Linked DNA regions of Hordeum vulgare: region 2 is linked to region 1. The links are chromatin contacts, called in public Hi-C maps. All regions are on one chromosome and are shown on one strand. The core of a region is the stretch at or near the end of the contact, and the rest is flanking DNA. Distances in the headings are between cores, read along the strand shown.

Evidence for each region. A called contact is a pair of places that touch in the nucleus more often than the background predicts.
Region 2: a Hi-C map of leaf shows a contact between it and region 1, with 4 times the contacts expected there. The contact joins the promoter of LOC123441159 here to the enhancer-like site in region 1. A contact is called at or near these places in 2 of 6 Hi-C or Micro-C datasets (leaf and seedling).

Annotation. Positions count from the first base shown.
Region 1 is chr1H:411,060,541-411,063,240 of MorexV3_pseudomolecules_assembly, forward strand. No RefSeq gene overlaps it. Among protein-coding and RNA genes, the nearest start is that of LOC123441141, 6.7 kb to the left of the region's middle. Within about 2 kb of position 1,436, at least 1 of the 3 cell types and tissues checked has open chromatin away from gene starts, as enhancers often do. A contact at or near this core is called in leaf, where this site is marked.
Region 2 is chr1H:411,232,358-411,235,057 of MorexV3_pseudomolecules_assembly, forward strand. It overlaps LOC123441159 (TATA box-binding protein-associated factor RNA polymerase I subunit B-like), which reads left to right and starts at 1,268. Exons shown (of 5, transcript XM_045117666.1): 1 at 1,268-1,938; 2 at 2,024-2,622. The coding sequence starts at 1,320.

The DNA of each region.
Region 1 (2,700 bases), core at 186-2,685:
GATGCAACGAACATCTTTATGAACAAGTCACAAATATCAACATAAACAGAGGAGGAACATCTCATGTTCCGTTGTCACGCGACTTAGCACATGTGTCACCTTTCTCACATTATCATCCTTCTCACACGCACACCCATTTAGAAAAACATCGGACATAGTTTAAGCAGCACCATCCAACTGTCCTTGATCATAGACACGACTATTCGAATAGTTTTACATCTTGCAGAGGTTGCACACTTTACCGAAAAGACTCGGGAAACTTCCGTGGCAATTCACGACTCGCGGTATTTTTGGTACCTAAGGTAAATATCCGAACAATGCCTTTTTCATGATGATACTAACAAAGAGTCCACTCGTTGGTGCCATTCCTTGTGATGTACATCATTAGTATCACCCACGAGGGCACGCAACGGCGCGCCCGATGTTCGTTTTCAGCCCATGGTCGTCCTTCCTGGCACGACCCCGTTTCGAGAGTGACCACGTCACTCCCGCCCCGTACCATAAGGGGTATCGTGGTTGTACATGTAAGGTTGGGACGGTCGACAAATCATAAATCTCTCTGTTTTTTAAAACACACACACATCTACCTTGGTACACCACTTCTTTCTCAAGTGGTCACTTAGTCTCAACACCATCTTCCTCGGGCATTAGTGGCACCCGACAGATTTTCGAGAAGTCTTTGAAAACACGACTGTTTCCATCACCATGCATAGTCCCATCCCATTTGTGTAGCAACTACATAGCAATCTATCTACTTCCCGCTCGCACAACTCTAAACACATATAGAGTTATGCAATGCTAGTATCAACGAGGAATTAACGGGTGCAACCCATAGAGGTGGTCACCATAGTCACCATGATTCAATGCAAAAAGTAAGTGATATATGCCATGCAAAAGGGTTTCAAGTCATGGTCAAGGGGCTGATTGCCTTCCTCAACAAAGTTCTTAGGGTCTTCAAAGTCTTCCGATCCAAGCTCTTCGTCAACAACGTAATCTATTTGTCAGAATAATACAGGCAAAAATAAGAGCACGACAAAAACAGAGAAAATAAATCACGCCAAAAAATGTCCATTTATTTTTGTAAAATATTAGGGTGAGTATTAGTACTGTAAAAATTATTTGGTTTTAGTTTTCAAGTGTAAAAAATTGTGAAAAGCAATTTAACAGAAAGTAAAAAATGCTTTTAAAAAGGTTCTAAAACAAAACAGTGTCTAAAACTCTTTTCAAAAATTGCACAAGTGGCACTAATAAATAGGCTGTATTATTACAAATTTTTAGAAATTGGAATCACTAGATTTGGATAAATATTTAAGTCTGGGGGATTTTTGCAACCTTGCAAGGAAATAAAAAGGGAAAATGCACTGTGCTCCATGGTCCTAATTGGCATGGCCAAGCCAGGCTAGCCAACTGAGTCGGCCTAGGCGAGCCAAGCGCGCGCCTGCCTGGGTTCAAACTCGACAGACGGGCCCCTGGTGAGAGAGAGGATGACAAGCGAGGCTCACTTGTCATCTCCTTCCTCGCGACAAAGAGGGGACGATGCTCACCGGCGGCGGAGGAGTGCTCTACGAGACGAGGGAGCTGCAGGGATGGATGCATGGTTGAGTCGCCGGTCGGGGGGAGGTGGAGATGGACGGGGAGGAGCAGCTGCTCACCAGCGACGAAGAACGTGGTGGAGGAGCTTCGGGAGGGGGCCGCCGACGTCGGCTCCGACTGCAAAACATGAGGGAGAGGGGGAGGATCAGGAGGCTGCACAGGCTCCAAATCAAAAAAGAACGACAACGGGGGAAGGTCGTACCGAGCGAATTGACGGCGGGTCCTTCCGACGGAGCTCGAGCTCGACCTCGAGCTCGTGTGGCTTTCGGGTGGCTATGGTGGTCCAAGTGGTCGATTTGGGGAGGGGAAGAGAGTCCACGGGAAAGGCGGAGCGGGGTGGCTTTATATAGCCAGGGCACGGGCTCACTGTGGACCCATGTGCTATCGAGGTTGCAGGCGATGATGTGGTTCACACGAGAGGGACATGCTGCTCGGAGGCGTTCCTGGGGATCGTCTATGGTCGTGGGGAGAGGAGAGGGAGCGGGGGTTTCCGCGCATGTGAGCTCACACATTGGCCGGCTCGGGCAGCCACGGGCGCGCGCTGCACAGTGTGTGTGTGTGTGTGTGTGTGTGAGAGAGAGAGAGAGAGAGAGAGAGAGAGAGAGAGAGAGAGAGAGAGAGAGGAGAGAGAGAGAGAGAGAGAGAGAGAGAGAGAGGGGCTCCGACACTCTCGCGTGTCGCTGAACAGAAGCCTCGGCGGCGCGAGAGTGGCTCGGCGGCAAGGGGATGGGCTTTGAGCAAAGTCAGCTCTCAGGTGCACTATAGCACGCTCCAGAGCGCATTTTTGGCCGGCATGATGATGCCACTGACGCGCTCTGGCGCGGCCACTTGCGCCCTTTTGCTGCATGAGGGTTAAAAAAGGGAGAAAGTGCTTGGGATGCTCTGGTAGCAGGCTAGCGAAGAGAAAAAGCTGAAGAGGGAGGAAAAACTTGTTGTCTAGAGAGGTGCAAGTGGACTTTCACCCCCTCAATCATGCATCTATCCGTTGAGGTGGCTAGTGGAGATGCTTTAGGTCTCAGGGAACCGTGGTAAATTTTTGGGGCAAGGAGAATAAGTTAAGTGGTGAAACTAGCCACTTTGGAGAATGACCACAAGGTGTTTGATGCA
Region 2 (2,700 bases), core at 18-2,517, 170 kb after region 1:
GACCACCTTTTTCAGGAGAGATTGCATGTTTGTCCCCCTTTGAATTGCCTCCTTGTGGTCGCCCTTTTCCTGTCGGAGTCTTGGGAAGAGAGGCCCATGGTAAAGATAAGAGGTGCATGAGGCCACCGTAGATAAGGGAGATAGAGCGACCAGAGAAAGAGAGACCAAATTCCCCATTCTCCCTCGGAGAACCTTTTTCCTCCTTGTAGCTTGTAATAGTTATGCAACCCAAGTGAGAAGAACACAAAGCAGGAGTATGGTTTTACATCACAAGGTGGCCCGAACCTGGGTAAAGTCCGGCGTCCCTCTCGTGTGCAGTGTATATGGCTTTGACGTAGTCATGAGGCGAGGTTGTGGGTGCAACCAACTCCCCAGTGTTCGAACCGGGTTCTTGAGAGGTTTTCCCATAGGCACGAAACTGGTCTCCGACAGAGTTGGCTGTCGAACAGGAGGCAGGGAATATCACAAGGTAGAGTGGCTATGAAGGTGTTGACATATGTCGAGGAGAGGAATGGTGTGGCTGAGGAGAAGAAGCTTGTCCTCGAGGAGGAAATGTTGAGGACTGCTGCCGAGGCCGAGACGAACAAAAGGAAGGAGCCAGAGCAAGCACTCATGCTCACATATGTTTGACAATTTGATGGCATGGTAAAAGAAGATTTTGAGCAAGTTCGTCGTGAGATCATGGACACGCCAAAGCCGTCATCCTGCCAAGATCGTTGTAGTGCAACTTGCAATGCAAGCCCTTGATCTATGCTCAATGTCGCCTCCCGTTTATTCTCATTGAACTTTGTTTCGGTTCTTGTTAATGATATCCAACAAACCATGTCGTAGCTCTGAGTATAATTCTTGAACATGTGTGGTTTGAATTTGATTTCGTGCATTGCCTTTTGAAATGAATTTCCTAGAGTTAATGTTTTGAGGAATGATTAGAATGCAACTTCCGCTAAAAAAAGAAGATTAGAATGCAGGTTTAAAAAACCCAGGATTTCTTGGAAGTTAAATTTGTTTGGGGAAAAATGTTTTGGAGTCAGATTTTTTTAGGGGGTTGGGAGTGAGATAACAGTTGCCCTTAATTCGCTTGATTATTTTCAGGCTGGTAAACTTTTTTTTTAAGACATTCAGGCCGGTTAGCGTTTTTCTTAGGCCGGTTACAGAAAATCCGAATTCACGTGTACAGATAGCCCAGTGAAGGCCTACGGCCCAGGGCCTGCTATGGTAGTCCCTTAACTCTCAAGGGCCAGCGAGAGCGGCGCGCCCCGTCCCCTGCTCGACCCTAGTCACGGTGCTCGCCCTTGCCGGCGCAAGCCGACACTTCTCCCATGTATGACGGCGGCGGCGCCTCCCCGGATAACTACGGAGGAGGCGGCGGCGAAGGAGGAAGAATCCGCCTGGTCTGCGACGACTGCGGCGCGGCGGATGAGTACAACCCCGACGACGCCCAGGACGGCTTCTTCTCGTGCCGCCAGTGCTCCGCTGTCCACACTTCCACCCAGGCGACTGCCGCGGATCCCGACGATTTCCATGTCACCGGCAACATGTCCTTCCACCGTGTTAGCCAAGCCAACAAAACCCCCAAACCCCGCACCCCCGCGCCCTACCCAACCCCTTACCCCATTCGGCAGCCCCCTGCCGCGCCTGCCTTTCCTGACCTCGACGAGCCGTTCGACTTTGTGGTTGGCGCCGGGGCTTGGGGCGAGCCAGAGAAGCTGGGTGCTCGGGTCCGGTGGCGCTACGTTCAGGGGCTGCAGGTGATCCTGCAACAGCAGCTGGAAGTGCTGGTCAAGAGGTACCGGGTGGGCGCGCTTGTCTGCGGCCTGGCTGGAACTGTCTGGGTGCGGTGGGTTGCTGCCTCCAAGGTGTTCGACGAAATTTGGGTGCGGAAGGTGCTCGTAGAGGACGAGGCCGCGCAGAGACTGAAGAAGTGCTCTGCCAGTGGAGGTATCAGTTTACGCTCTTGTTCAGTTATTATAACATTGAAAAGGCCAGAACAAAGTTAGCCATATGTGTATCTCTTGCTGTGCAGGCGAACAAAAACCTCAAGAGGTGAAATGTGAATGGGTGGAGGAAGCCTTGCCACGAAAAGACAGGCGAAGGGTTGAGTTCATCTTTCTGCGCTCATTGAGAACGATGCTGCCAGTATACTCAACATTGTCTGTATGTTTCCTGGCCTGTCATATTGCCCGGGAAGCCATCCTACCAACTGACATTTACAGGTGGGCAATGGAAGGTAAGCTTCCTTATGTGGCAGCATTTACCGAAGTAGAGAAGCTTCTTGGGGTCTCTTTAAAACACTGCCCTTTGAGTGCAAGACAACTATTCAGGCCAGTCCGAGTGATTGGAGCATGGCAACTGGAAGCTTCAGCTGGGTCCATAGCACAACGAATAGGATTGCAGCTTCCTTCTGTTAATTTCTATGCTATTGCTCAACGCTACTTGAATGAGTTGTCTCTGCCGATAGAAAGAATACTCCCTCATGCTTGCCGCATCTATGAGTGGGCATTGCCTGCAGAACTATGGTTGTCTAGTAATCCAGCAAGGGTCCCCACACGGGTCTGTGTAATGGCTATACTAATTGTGGCTCTAAGAGTTCAGTATAACATCAATGGTCAAGGGATATGGGAGGTGAGTATGCCATATAGGGTCACTCTCTTAAGTCATGTAAATCTTTAATATAATGTACTGAACTTCCTTTTTGCGCTT